Linked DNA regions of Rattus norvegicus: region 1 is linked to region 2. A link is a contact called in public Hi-C data. All regions are on one chromosome and are shown on one strand. Each heading gives the region's core, a stretch centred on a gene start, on an enhancer-like site or on the middle of the called end of the contact. The rest is flanking DNA. Distances are from core to core; before and after follow the strand shown.

The links. Hi-C and Micro-C count contacts between places; a contact is called where the count stands out from the background.
Region 1: a Hi-C map of Schwann cells shows a contact between it and region 2, with 5 times the contacts expected there. The contact joins two enhancer-like sites. A contact is called at or near these places in 5 of 12 Hi-C or Micro-C datasets (the A7r5 cell line, Schwann cells, frontal cortex and 2 more).

Annotation. Positions count from the first base shown.
Region 1 is chr9:53,119,396-53,126,271 of GRCr8, forward strand. No RefSeq gene overlaps it. Among named protein-coding and RNA genes, the nearest start is that of Nck2, 84 kb to the right of the region's middle. Within about 2 kb of position 4,161, at least 23 of the 93 cell types and tissues checked have an H3K27ac peak or open chromatin away from gene starts, as enhancers often do. A contact at or near this core is called in Schwann cells, where this site is marked.
Region 2 is chr9:53,055,097-53,062,908 of GRCr8, forward strand. No RefSeq gene overlaps it. Among named protein-coding and RNA genes, the nearest start is that of Fhl2, 140 kb to the left of the region's middle. Within about 2 kb of position 5,140, at least 3 of the 93 cell types and tissues checked have an H3K27ac peak or open chromatin away from gene starts, as enhancers often do. A contact at or near this core is called in Schwann cells, where this site is marked.

The sequences.
Region 1 (6,876 bases), core at 2,911-5,410, 63 kb after region 2:
TGGCCCACATGTGTCAAGAGCCCTAAAAACAATTAATACCTTTAAAACTAATGATCCCACTTCTACTAATTTATCTTAAATAAGTAATCATGTACTTAGTGTGTAACTCAGTAGTATGACTTTTGTCTATCATGCGTTAGGATTGGGTTTCCTTCTTTATATTACCCCTCTAAAAATATAGCTGATTTTGGACATGTGGCCAGGGTTAGGGAGATAGATCAGTGATAGAGTGCTTGCCTAGCATCCCTGATATATATATATATATATATATATATATATATATATATATATATATATATCCTGCCAGTGCCTACCTACCATATATATATATATACACACACACACACACACACACACACATATATATATATATATATATATATATATATATATATATATATGATATCTGTGCACTGTTTGTGTGACTGGTGCCCATGGAGACCAGAAAAGAGCATTGGATTTTCTGGAACTAGAATTTAGAATTACAGCCAGTTGTTACATGCCAAATTGCTGGAAATTCAACTTAGATCCTGTGGAAGAGCATCAAGTGCTCTTAACTGCTGAGCCATTTCTCTACCCACCAAGAGCTAAGTCTTTGGCTTGATGGTCCCGTTATATACATATTTATCTCTTCATATATATACACATGTGTGTGTGTGTTATGGATTTGTTTATATTTCTATCTCTCTCTCAAACACATACTCTCACATGGATGATAAGTCTTTCAGATCCACGAATTCTATATCTGTCGATTTAACCAACTGGAGACTAAACATTTTCCTTCTCATTTCCCCTTTCTTTGGTAACATGTATTGAATCCAGAGCCTGTAAATCATGCATGTGTTCTACCACTGACCTATATTCCTATCCAGACTGAAAACATTCTTTAAGAAAATATGTATGTACAGAACTTATTGCAGAACTTTTTTTCTTCTCACTATTTTCTAAACTATAGCATCTAGTCTATGTAGTCTGCATTGTACCAAATATAAGCAATTTGGTGAAGATTTAAAGTGTATGAGTGGATGTGTGTAGGTTATATGCAAATACTACTCCATTTTGTATGACAGATTTTATTATTCACAGATATTGCTATCTGTGAGAGTTCTAGAATAATTCCACAAGAATGATGAAGGATACACACACACACACACACACACACACACACACACACACACTCCAGAAACAACAGCTGGGCGATGTTTCCTAGTCCAAGACATTACAGCACTGGTTAAAAATGTCAAGTTCTGAAAATAATGGTCATTTATGTGTTATGAAACATGTGGGACCACATAGTGTCACAACCTGTCACAAAGACCTGTCTCCCAAAGGCCTATTCACATCCCTTTCATTCTGTGTAAAGAACAATGTATTTATCTGAGTTTGCCTAGACCGACCTGTTAATACTGTTGCCACCTTACCTTTTGTTAGTGTTTCAGTTTTTAACGCAGTTCCTTTGTTCTCCTAGTAACATTGTATAGCACCCTCTCTGCATCTAATACCTTCCTCTACAAGTCAAAGCGAAAAACTCAATCCAGCCTAAAGTTCATAATATCGTACAGCGCCAGGATGATCTCTTTCTACTTAAGAATCAACACACCTCAGACAGGAGGTTTACTGACAAATGCAGATGCATTCCAAAATGTCTGGACATTCAGTAATCTTCAACCTTCCTCCATGGATGTCATAGTTTAAGTTTTGTTCGCAGTTAAACAATGTGCCAACAACAGGTGACTGTTGTCCTCGCCAACACCACTTAGGCACTGGGAGTTCCTGTGTTCAACTCTCCTGGTCTTTCTAAAATACAAGTGTGTGGATGTAGTTGGAATATTCCACAGAGGAGAGAGTGGGAACAGGATGAATAGAACATGGCTACTTGTGTAGCTCAAAACTCACACTGGGACCTATGAGAAAATTACATTGTTCTTATAAACAAAAACCTTTTTAAAATGTCCCTATTGAGAAGCTAAAATATGTGAGGAATAGAATATTGAAAAATATTTAAAAATTTAAGGTTTCACATAAAAAAATAACTCTCCTTTTAATTAAAACACCAGTAAGAGCCTGTAAAAGTTATCTAATAAAATTATTAAATTTTTTTTTTGGTTCTTTTTTTCAGAGCTGGGGACCGAACCCAGGGCCTTGCGCTTCCTAGGCAAGCGCTCTACCACTGAGCTAAATCCCCAACCCCAAAATTATTAAATTTAAAGAACAACGTATGTTAATGGAACTGGGGAAAGGACATTGCTTTTTTTCTGAGAAGAACATTAGAAATAAACCATATGTTTATCTTGATTTTTTAAAAAAATGGGTCATAGATGCCAAAGAAAACCAGGGAGCTATTAGGCTGTATCAAATAAGAGTATAGCGTTCAGGAGACTGGCAACAATAGGCTCATTGTTCCTTTCCTTGTTGGCACACAGCCCATCTGTAGCCAGCTGACACACAAGGCCTGCCAGGCACAGGACCCACTAGAGCATGTCAAGCAGGGAGCAGATGTCTATGGTTTACTCTCGAATCCTCCTCAGTCACTCAGTTCATGGGTGTGCAAGTCCCCTGTATAAAATGGTGTTTATACATGACCTGTTCTCATCCTCTTGTAAGCTGTCTACAGAGCACTGTGACGTGTAATCTCATGAGAATTCTGTGTAAGTAGTAGGCATGCTGCTGTTTGACGTGGGGAGACAGGAAAATCAAACTGTCTGGTAAAGATGTGGTTTTCTTTCGATTGTTCTCATTCTGGACTTGGTTTAACCTATAGATTCAAACCTGTGGATAAGGATAGCTAACTGTATGATGTTAGCAGGATGTTAGTGTTAGTGCGGGTGGCGGGTTCCAAACCTTCTTAGAAAACCCCCTAAGCTTACCAATGATTCTCTTAGCCCAGAGTAAGCCCTTAGGGGTAGAAAGAGAGCCAAGGCCCTCCTGTCCTGTTTGCTAGTGCAATCTAACAAGAGCACACAGCTCCATGACTCCATTCTCATTGAAAATAGGCATCATCACCTGCACCTGGGTGTTAATGTGGGTGGACTTGAGGAATAAAGTTCTCTTAAGTCCCCAATATTTCTAAAGAACAATATTGGGCCATAACTATGATCAAAAGATTAAATTATATCAGTCCTGATTCTACAGAGTTTACTGTGTGGTTTGGAAGAAAAGAGGCTATATACAAGTTTCTCTTTGTTGTTCAAATTCTTGTGGTTTCAGTTCCCGTGTGGTCAGTCATAGATGAAATGTATAGTATATAATAAAATATGAGAGAAAGACCCCATTTGTGTTGTTTTTATTATACTATTATAATTTATTAGCATTGATGTTAATATCTTATTGCCCTTAATTTATCAAGTAAGTTTTATCACAGGTATACATGCATGGAAAGGCAAATGAAATATATTGGGTTCAGTCCTGTGTGTGGTCTCAGAATGCACTGGAGTGCAGCGTCTTCGAATGTGTTCCTCATGGGTAGAGAGACTGCTGAATGGACGAACATAATCCCAATGTAAGGTAATTTAGAAGATTATTTTAGGTGGAATTTTAAGGTGGGGAGACTGGCTGGAGTGATAGGTCACACTGAAAACCTGAAGAATGCAGGAGGCACAAAACAAATAAACAAGGTGTAAAAAGCAAAAATTTAGCAAACACAAGACTGAACTACGTGGCTGATCACATAAGGGACCACAGGAAGTCCTAGGCACTAGGAAGTCCAGATCCTTTGTTATAGTGTGAGCTTCTTGTCATACCTGTGGGCTGATGTTTGCTGGCATACAGACGGTGCAACGTTGTATTCCCTCCACCTGAGTTCAATCATCTGAGAAAGGCTTTAGCTATCTGACACAGAATCTCTGAAGGACTTTTTAATCAACCTTCAGAAACTGGAATTTACAACCAATTTTTACAAAAATGCAGACCCTGTGAGAGCATGGTGTTCAGTTACCCCACGTGCTTCATAGAGCCAGGAGGACGTTTTTTTCCCTCCAAGCAGAACTGAAAAAGAAAGGATATAGTCTGAAGGTCATGGCCCATCAAACAACCAATAGCAGATCCTCTCTGCGCCCCATCTCCCCAACCGCCTCCCACCCCAACCCCTGGCTCCCGGACTGTGTGTAAGTTCAGTACAAGCTGTGTCTCTTGGACGTTATGTTTTCTGTTTTCCAAGCTGAGGGAACAAAGGAAACAATGGCCGTCCACAACCCTCCATCACGAAGCAGCTGAAAAAGGATGGCCCCGTGTAAACATCCAGCGCCATTTCCAAGCAGAACCCTCTGATCCGTCTCTGTGGTAGTTTTGAACCAGGAGGAAATTCTTACGAGTGAATTAACAACTCTGAGTGTTCAAGGGGGACTTTCCTTCAGATCAGGCTCAGGTACTTTTCCAGACGAAGGTAGTGGTTTTAGTTCTGAGAATATTATTTTTTTTCTTTTTTAAAAAAGAAAGTCCTCTTTTTTCCCTACATAGCTGTGGGCCGGCTGCTGTGAGGGAAATGTTGGCAGCGGCACCGTTAGGCACCCTGGACACAACACTTTCCTTCTGGTCTCTATTTATCCCCACACAGTACAGTGGTGATTTATCCAGTGACAATCAAATTGCAGTTTCCAAACATCCTGACTCCAGGGAAAGAGAGCTCTATTGTAGTCCCTGTCCACATGGCTGCTGCTCGCATAGGATTAATGACTTTGGAGACTGACATTTCTGTGACCCCAGAGAGCAGAGGCGGGTTTCCTGGTTATCTACTAGTCAGAAAACTCCGCTCTAAGACTTCTGTGTTGCAAATAAAGTGGTTCTGCCTCAGGGGCTGCCTCTCTTCTACCTCTTCGATAAGCCAAGAAGCAGAAGACTAACACTTGCTAGGTAGCACTTTAACTTGAATTTAGGGACAAGATGCCCCAATTATGGTTCCTCAGGTATCAAAAGACAAGTCCTGTCTGCTCATACATAAGGACCTGGAGCAAGCTTTACATTGGAGGTGAACTCCATGTCCTTTACTTTCTGGACTGAGTTAAAGCAAGAGGGGATGGAGGGGGTAAGAGGCAGGCAACCATTTAAGACAGCTGTGCCCAAAGGCAAAAGACTTAGTCTAAGAAAACCTGAGTGGGAAACAGAGACTAGCACACAGCAGATGTTTAACTCAAACAAATAATGTCACCAACAAGGCATAGAACAACACATTTTTACAGAAAAACAAATAAAATACCAAACAGTATTGACTCAGCTTCCTTCTGATTCAGCGCTTCCAACTTTGAACACACAGCACGGATCCTTGAGCCCTCCCCTTCTCTTTTCTGGCTTGTGGTGAGGGCTTCTCGAGTCACTGCTTGGTTTCAGTCTGGATTCATTAGGAATGACCCCCATTCAAACTGGCTCTCTGCCATCTTCCAGCAGTAACCAGGGAATGCTCACTTCTCAGTGCCAAATGGAAAGAACTCCCCAGGTCAATGGGCAGAAAAGAAAATCAACGTCTCATTTATGTTAGAGGAGCAAGAGGACCAACCCCTGCCCTGCCCTGCCCTGCCCTGCCTAAGCCTTTATTCTGACAGCTTTCACTTGCAAGAGCTCATCACTCAACCTACAATGCTTGCAGATGCAGGCTGTACTGCCCCATGAGGCCACAGCGCAAACACCACACTACAGTGTTTTCAAGGCCTCCCATTCCAGATCCTCCCATAGCCCCAGAGCATCCGAGCAAAGAACCCCTAGCTTCCTCCTCTCTCTTCCCAGCCCACTCAGTTCCTTCCACCTTTCCTCTTCTGCCCTGGTATCATAACAAAGTCCTGGTCTAACTTGAAAGCTATAAGCCCATTAGGCCCACGTCAGCAAACATACCTGACACTACACAGCATCGCTGTGAAACTGTACTTTAGCGGGTACTTGTGGGGGCAGAGGGAGAAACTATTCAGAAAGCAAAACTCTAGCAGTTTCTAAGAGATACAGGAGAGGCTTCTTTTTCGTCAAGAGCTTTCTGTTTCTCTTATTTTAAATCCACATCAAAGTCTTGAACTTCTCATCCACAGGATGTCACAGGTAGTAAGTGGGAGGCGTGAATGTGCCTGGAGACTGCAAGGCTCTGAGAAGTTGACCCATTGCTCTCCGTGACAGGTGCCAGGCTTCCCACCCGGTCTCCCTCTGTGGATGATCAATTCCTGGAAGGCAAGGGGAGCCTGGAAGATGCTTCTGCATCATTTGTTTTCCATTCTCTAGCACATGCCTGCTTCCAAGGGATAAAGGATGGATGGATGGATGGATGGATGGATGGATGGATGGATGGATGGACGGATGAGCAAGGGATAGATGCTATTAGAGAAGCCTAATGGCCAGCAAGCTGAACTCCTAACTAACAAAAAACAAGTCTCTGGGGATTTGGAATTATGAAACAGGAAGGACAAAGTACTTTGCATACTACATGGATTTGTTCAACCAATAGAGCAGTGGTCCTGGTAGCATCAAGGATCCCTGCAAGATCGTTTTCAGTTTCTGTTCATCATTTCAGATGAATGGCTAGGAGGTCAAGGACTTTACTTCAATGTCCCCAGTGAGGTCCAAGCATGTGTTTATGAATGAGGAGGGACTCAAAGTCAGGACCCCCATGTCTGGCTCAGTTTAGGTTAGCGGAAGAACAGATCCAGGATGGGCAACACAGACAATGGAATTCCCTGAGATCCTGGGAGTGAACTACCAGTTAGCAGGGGACCATGGAGCCAAAGTTTGGAGGCTGGGCTCTGGCCTCAGCTTTCTGACCTCAGCTTCCCTTAATGTCTGCAGGACCACATAGGGGTGAGCTCTGAGCCTGTGGCGTTTGAAGAAGCAAATGGAGAGTCTCAGGCTAGGGTGCCAAGAGCAGGTAGGAGGTGACCAGTTACTGAGAGGTAGAGGGAGATGCCA
Region 2 (7,812 bases), core at 3,890-6,389:
AGTAGTGTACAGGGGCGATAAGAGAAACTGAACAGTTAAAAGTTAAGGCAAAATAATGATTCGCAGAGGTCGGTGAGCCCTAAATGTCTTCCTGTCACCTCAGATGCTTGCAGAATTGATTTCTGCCCCCCTCGGAGAACCTGTTTGCTGTGAGTGACCTACTTCTCACATGAAAAGTATGCCCACTGAGTGTTCTCCCGTTACTGGAGGCTTGAAGACAAGTCCTTCCTAACTCCAGAACAGCTTTATCATGGGATAGAAAACATTTGCTGACACAGAAACGTCTCTCCCAGCACCGTGGTATAGAATGTTTAGGAAAGCGAAGCACCGTGTATTTCTTGCCAGTTGATAGCCCTAAGTGGGTGTGGATAACTAAGCACTTGAAGCATAGCACTTAGCCTCTCTAGGTAGCTGAATTTTGAACTGTATTAAATTTCAATTAATTTAGACTCAGCATATGTGGCTAGTGGCTCCAGACACGTATGAATACCAGTTCCTACTCACATTATTAAAGAGAAAAGGAAAGGCAAAATTGTTGTGTAGACATTTAATGTCATCTTTCTGGAAACACACCCCATTCAAAGAAAAATTGTACATTTACATGTGTGGGTATAAATGCTTTTGCACGCATCGAAAATGCGCTGAGATTAGACCCAGTAGGCCAATAGAGTAATTACTTCTGCGGAAGAGAAGGGAAGGAAACATCTCCAGGGAGGCCTTTTGCTTTATTGGCTTTCTTTGCATTTTTTCCAATGAATCCGTACGCTTGCATCACTTGCACAATGCACTGTAAAAACAAAACAAAACAAAAAAAGAATCAAAATTAAACGTCTTCTTAGCTAAATTATCTGGAGTCATTTTTTTTCTTCTGGTTTAATTATTGGGGTAAGACTGATTGATCCTAGTGTTCTGAGAAGATGCAGACACACTGTGAAATGCTCTCTTTGAAGAGCCCAGCGCTCCTTTGGGGCAGTTGAGGCACGCATCAAAGAACATGCCAGCCTCCGTGGGCTCCTCTCCGTCCCCTATCCATCTCTATCACCTCAAATAAGCATCTCAGTTCTGGAAACCACAACAGTTGGCTTCAAATGGGCCTGATGGTGTTGTGGTCCTGCCTCTACGGAGCATGCTGTTCTGTACCAGGACGGAGAGGATCTGAGCTTCAAGCAGACTGCCGATGTGCAGCAACAGGGCACCTCGAGTTGGGCAAGGAAGACTCCTTGGCCCTTCAACAGCTGTGTGAGGAGAAGAATTTGGGAGAACTGCGAGGTTGGCATTGCATGGAGAGGAACAGAGCATCCAAACAGCTGCTGGCTCCTTATCTGTCTTCCCCTGGTTTCTCAGGAAAGCAATACCCTTCATAGTTTTGAATTATTAATGCTTTATCTACTCAGTGACTAGAAACCTTCTGCCAGACTGTCTTCCAAATGCCTGCATGGCATCCTAATTCTAACATGTCAATTCCTGTGCATCTAGATCAGTGGGTCCAGTAATGCCATTCCCCACCCACTGAGGCAGCCAGGCTACTTTCTGTCTTGTGAAATTTATCCTTGATGTCAGGTAAGGTCATTGGAGGAGGTTGAAGACATTTTTGAGGAGCTGTAGGGTGATGAGGGATACTTTATTCATCAGCACACAGGCTACTAGGCAGTCAGATGCCAGCAGACATATGCTAGCACACGAAGGCATAGATACACATGAATACCAGCACAGAATCTGTAGGTTGCCACAAATACATACAGACATGCAGAACTGGCAAAGGAAAAGGCCCAGGCCTCTCACCTCAAGGCCATATTTAGACAGTCACAAAAAAGTGGCTTTCTGCCAGAAACAGTTACAGAGCAGATTACAAAGTCATTTATTTTGGGGTCTTGGGGCCTCCAGCTTGGGCCATTTGGTGCTGAATCCTAGACCCTTGGGCGTTCAGCGTCAGCCATGTTTTAGCTGATGCAGACCAGACATCCATACCAGTTCCATGTTGTCTAAACACACCCTGGACTTTATGCTGTTCAGTTCTCCTACACCAAGTATCTCTTTCGCCCTTGGGTCCTGCTGTCTTTACATTTATAAAATACACCCTGGTGGTCTAACTACTCCTTCCCTACCTCATTGTTCCATGTTGGCCTGTGTTCTTTCTGAACACCACACTGGATGGCCCTCCAGCTCTCTTTTTCCTTCCTTCCGATGGAGGCTTCAAGAAACACCAGAAAGAAATTAGCTATTTCCAAGCTCTGATCCAGTGGCTTTATGCCTGAATCTTTCTCAAGATTCTTGTAACCACAGAAGAACACCTAATCACACACCAAGGCCCTCCTCCAGACTCCCTTCTCCATTCACCCTGCTCATCAGGATCTAAACAGGCTTAAGTATTCCCTGATTTCCCCCACAGTCTTAGTTCCAGATCTCACTTCCTTCCATCATGGAACTCACCCTGGTCTCTTCAAACCCTGTTTCCTGAAAGCTGGATCCTACCAGCATCCTTCTGCTCTGTCCTACCTACCTTAGTCTCTATATGGCACGACGATATCCCAAACTATTGATTCTTTCTGTTTACCTCTTTCTATGCTCTCCACTAGAATAAAGGTGTATATGTGGACTACAAGTGGATGTAGTAGGACTGGCCTGCTCCACAGCACCCTAGGCATTCTGGGTATTTCTTGGATGGGCGAGTCTCTGTTATCAGCAGCTGCTTTAACACAACTGTGTGTCTGCTGATTCAAAACCCATTTCCACCATGGTGAATTACACAGGACACTTAGTTTACAACTTCATCCCTTCCCAGGCATACAGTTCATTGATGTCAAGTGCACTCACACCATTTTGCCCCAGGAACTTTAAATTATCGGGAACCCTCACTCTGTCCTATTAAACACCAGCTCCCCATTCATCCTCTCCCCACCTCTCCTGGCCCCTGTTAACCATGATTCTCATTTCTGCCTCTGTGAATAGATCTCCATCAAGCCCCTCTAACTAGAACTACAGTATTTCTCTTTGAACATCTGGTTTATTCCACTTAACATATCACTTTCCAGGTTCATCTGCGTAACAGATACCGCCTTCCTCCTCTTAAAGGCCGAATGTCAGTCCATGTCACATTTACTTCTTTCTCTTATTCATTCATCTGGGATCGTGTTCATCCAGCTTTGTAAGAGAATTTTGTATCAAGAAAGCTTGCAAAAATGTGAGATAAGGAGAATGAACGTATGCTGTTGGATCCAGTGTTGTTGATAGCTCCAGTTATCTAAGTGGCCAGCACAGCAGGCTACCCCCAGAAGTCCTGAGCAGTGCCTTAAAGCAGAATTGGAGAGCCTGGGGGTGGCTTTGTACGAACAGTGTTAGCTCTCCTAGCTACTGCCGGAAGGGGTTGTCTGAAAAGGAAGGGAAACACTTGCCCTGTGCTTTGTTTGGTTTGGGGCTGAGCATCTTTAGTGGCACTGAAAAACTATCCTGAATGGTCTTTCTTCTCTTCTCCCTCCCGAGCAAGGGCTCTCTCTCCTCTCCTCTCCACTTCTCTCCAAAGCTAAATGTCCCACCAAACCTACACTTGAAAGAACAGACAAGTTTAGTGTCTATTTTCTTCTTGTAAAATTGAGACCCCAGGAAGCAAAGCAAGGGCTGGTATTTCCTGGTGGCAACAGGCAAGGTGGCACTCGCAGGTGTGACCAGAAGATGCTTCACGAAGGTTCACCGATGGAGATAGGGAACTACACCAGGGATTTGGTGAAAGGAGGAGGGAGCAGATGACAGTGCTGGAGAAACAGTGTAGGCAGAGTGGGTTTTCTAGACAGGAGATTGATTTAGAGCAGCAGCTGGAAATTATGTAGGCGAACTTTGTGACCAGACTGGTTAGTTCCCTTCTAACGTCTCACCCAGACCATGCTTCTCAAAGCTAGGTCTGTGGGCCTGCCTGGCTTTGAACTGTTACTGTGATATCCAGAGGTTGTAGTTCCTTTGGTTACATGTCTGGAGACATGGTTCATCAGAGCTGTCTACAGGGAGCCCTGTGGCTTAGACTGTCACAGAACCATCTCCATCCACCGTTCCATGAAGGAGGGAGAGCAGCTCTGCCGAATATGCCTTGGAGCTACCTTAGGTTCCGGACTCAGCATGGAACTCTAAGTACACCTATACTTAAGAATGCAAATGGTAAGGGGTGGGAATGTAACTCAATTTGTAGAGTGCTTGCCTAACATGCATAAAACTCTGGGTTCAAGAATTGCATGAAACAAGGTGGTGATGCACGTCTATAATACCAGGACTCATCCTACCACTTGACAGTGAAAGCCAGAGAATCAAAAGCTCAAGGTCATCCTCAACTACATATTGAGTTTGAGGCCAGCTTAGGACATATGAGACTTATGCTAAGAACAACAACAACTCAAGTGGGAAATACACAAATTGGCCTAAGTAGTAAGGACATGTGCTATATCACCTATGTGCCAGCTCAGAGAAAGCTTAGCAAGACCACAGTTCAAAGATAGCCTCAGTGGTAGAGGTAGAGGTCCCTAAAACTAAGAGCTAAGATAGTCCCATAGGTCAGGGTGAGTTTGCAGCCAGCTGGGTCCCAGGTGCATTGTGGATCTATTTCTGGGACTTGTAACTGTGAAGGGGGTTGTCTTAGTCAGGGTTTCTATTCCTGTACAAAACATCATGACAAAGAAGCAAGTTGGAGAGGAAAGGGTTTACTCAGCTTACACATCCACATTGCTGTTTATCACCAAAGGAAGTCAGGACTGGAACACGAGCAGGTCAGGAAGCAGGAGCTGATGCAGAGGCCATGGAGGGGTGCTGCCTATTGGCTTGCTCACCTTGCTTTCTTATAGAACCCAGGACTACCAGCCCAGGGATGGCACTACCCACAATGGGTCCTCCCTGCTTGATCACTAATTGAGAAAATGCCTTACAGCAGGATCTCATGGAGGCATTTCTTCAATAGAGGCTCTTTTGTCTGTGATAACACCAGATTGTGACAGGTTGACACACAAAGTCAGCCAGTACAGGGGTTTTGACAAAGAGGCAGTTTCAGAGGTTGGGGTCAAGCTGTTCAATGGAAATGGAAGTGGAGAGCTGGTTGAGAGATTCAGGGACACCACAAGAAGGTAGCAGAGCCACTTTCTGCCACTAGAGGTCAGAGAGCAGTAAGACTAGGAATCCGACTCCTCCACTGACAGGGGGTTCTGTGGAACAAAGGCTGTGTCTGTGTTGATAAATTGCAGACACAGATTAACAAGTTAGTCAGCTTCTCAAGTCCGCTGATGATGTCATAGTTATGCCATCCAAAGAGTTCAAGTTCCATTCTCATTTTGAGCAGCTTTGACATCTCTGTGCTCGAGCGGACCTGACTCCAAACACTCTTTGCTGGGTGTAAAAGCCCCTCTGCTTCCCTGCAGGCATATGTCGTGAACTATTGAAGTAAGAAGGTGACAAGGAGATGAGCCGTATGGTGGATGATTCTAGATGGACAAGATATGGCAAAGTATCAGTTAGCCACACCCTGACTTCCATGACCAATTCATGGGTGGAAAGCTTCTGGGCTCAAGGTCTACTAGGGTCAAGACTATGTAAGGAGCAGAGGATGGGGCTTGGGCGGGGTGAGAGAAATCACTCAAGTGAAGGTGAGGGGCAAGGTTATGAGCATTTAGTCTGCTGGACAATGTTTCTTTGGTAGAGATGTTGGTGTTCTAATGACTAAGGTCTCTAGCTTGGGGACAAGGACGAGAGACCACTACTAAGAAGAGACTGTTTCAATAGAAAGGGACCTAGAATAGAATAGAAAGGCCTGAGGGCAGCCCACAGTAAAACTCTTTCAGGAAAGGAAGCTGAGGCCTCCTAGAAGTCACAGGGTATTCAGAGGATGGACTAGGATGAGAGTGATTTCCTGGTGTAAGATCCAGAGTCTGATCCCCGTCAAAATCAGGAGTGAGGATGCTGAAAGCATGGTGAATTATTGGAATCAGAGATGAGGATGTTGTAACCGTGGTGAGCTATAAGGACAAGCCCGAGTCTAATGGTTACTTTCCAACGGACCTCAAACCCTTCTGGGTGCTCAAGTCTCCTTTTGCCTTGACTAAGCCTTTCTTTTCCTCTCAACAGATCACAACTGACACCTCCTCTTCCTGGCCTTGGCCTACTTTTTTTTATGACACTTGAAGCCAGGTTTAACACTAAGCAGTACCCTAGTGCAAACACAGATAAGGGCAGGTGGCCTTCTTCCCTCAGAGACCCACAACTGCCTGCCACTTCCTGTGGGGGAGGAACTGAACTCCTTCAAGGATCTTGCTTCTGGAACCCCACTTGTGTGACACTATCTATGGGCCATCCCTCTCTCTGCTCAGATATGGGCAGTTCAGGGGACATGTTTGCTGTGCCTGAGCCCACCCTCATATCCATATGGTACCCTATGACAGCTGCATCGGAGGCCAAAGATACAAGTTCTCATGAGGTGAGATTTAAATATAATCACTTGATAATGTACAGGGAATTCCTTCAGCAGATTTTAAGATTTACCTGTTGGTTGGGGATTTAGCTCAGTGGTAGAGCGCTTGCCTAGCAAGCGCAAGGCCCTGGGTTCAGTCCCCAGCTCCGAAAAAAAGAAAAGAAAAAAAAAACTTAGAGATTTACCTGTTAGTGGGGGATACCTAAAATCCAGTCAAGGGGATTAAGCTTTGAAAAAGCCTGCTCAACTTTGGGGAGTGCTGTTTGGTCCATTGGTGATAAGATACTAAAGTGTGCGTAAATACTCCACACAGGCCCATGGCAACTCCTGGGAAGCTCAGAGGCGAGCAAGGTTAATGCACATCTCCAGAAAACCCAAATTTTATTCCCAGGATAGGGATGAGCTTGGAGCTGGAGCAAAGCTGGGAACCGAAATGGTGCTCATCTCTTAAGGATGTCAGGCCCGTACCAGGCAGGATCTGATACCAGCAAATCCCTCATTATAACTGAACAAAAGAAAATGGATGTTCTTTCTTGTTACCCAAGTTTTCCCTTCTGTTACTGCAGTCTGCATCCTGTTAACTATACATTTGAAAGCTCTCTATGTGGTGACTAGAGTATTTTCAAATGCTGTGTTTTGCCTGGAAATGGAAACAGAAAAAGCCTGGTAGAGAAGAAGTCTCATGGGACCTCTGTCAGGATCTGCTTTTCCCCCTTCTATCCTGTAGTCTTCGTTTCTCAGTAGCAAAATTGTCCATCCTTCAGTTTATCCCAGAGAACGGAAGAGAATTTTCAATGTAATATCTACCTTAGCAAGGTGAAGGGGAAAAATAAAAAACCTTTCTGAGCCACTTGGGACTCATTTCCCATGCATTGCTGAATCTGTTCAGCTTCCTTTGGTTGGCCCTCAGCCTTTCGGTGATTCTTGAAGACTTCGTTTTTACTTCCTATGTGTGGTAACTTTATCCACATGCATGGAACATTGCACTGTTCCATCAGGAATATTCATTCCTTTTACACACACACACACACACACACACACACACGCACACACGCACGCACGCACGCACGCACGCACGCACGCACGCACGCACGCACGCACATGTCCATGCATGCCTCGATCCCCTGAGAAAGAGCTGCAGACTTCCCCTCAGCCAAGCAGCAGGCCCCCTCCAGGGTTAAGCCTGCCTGCAGATTTCCCAGCTCATTTATTTAGGAGCAAAGTCAGGCTCCAGCCCCAGAAATCTTCCTCTCTCTCTTTTCCACCTCTTTCTTTCTTAGGGTGTTGTGGAGCCTGGAAGCCCAAGCCTGACTCCTTGTGATTGGAGCATCAAAAGGACGAACATGCCAAAGCTGATTGCTGCAGCTCAATTGTGT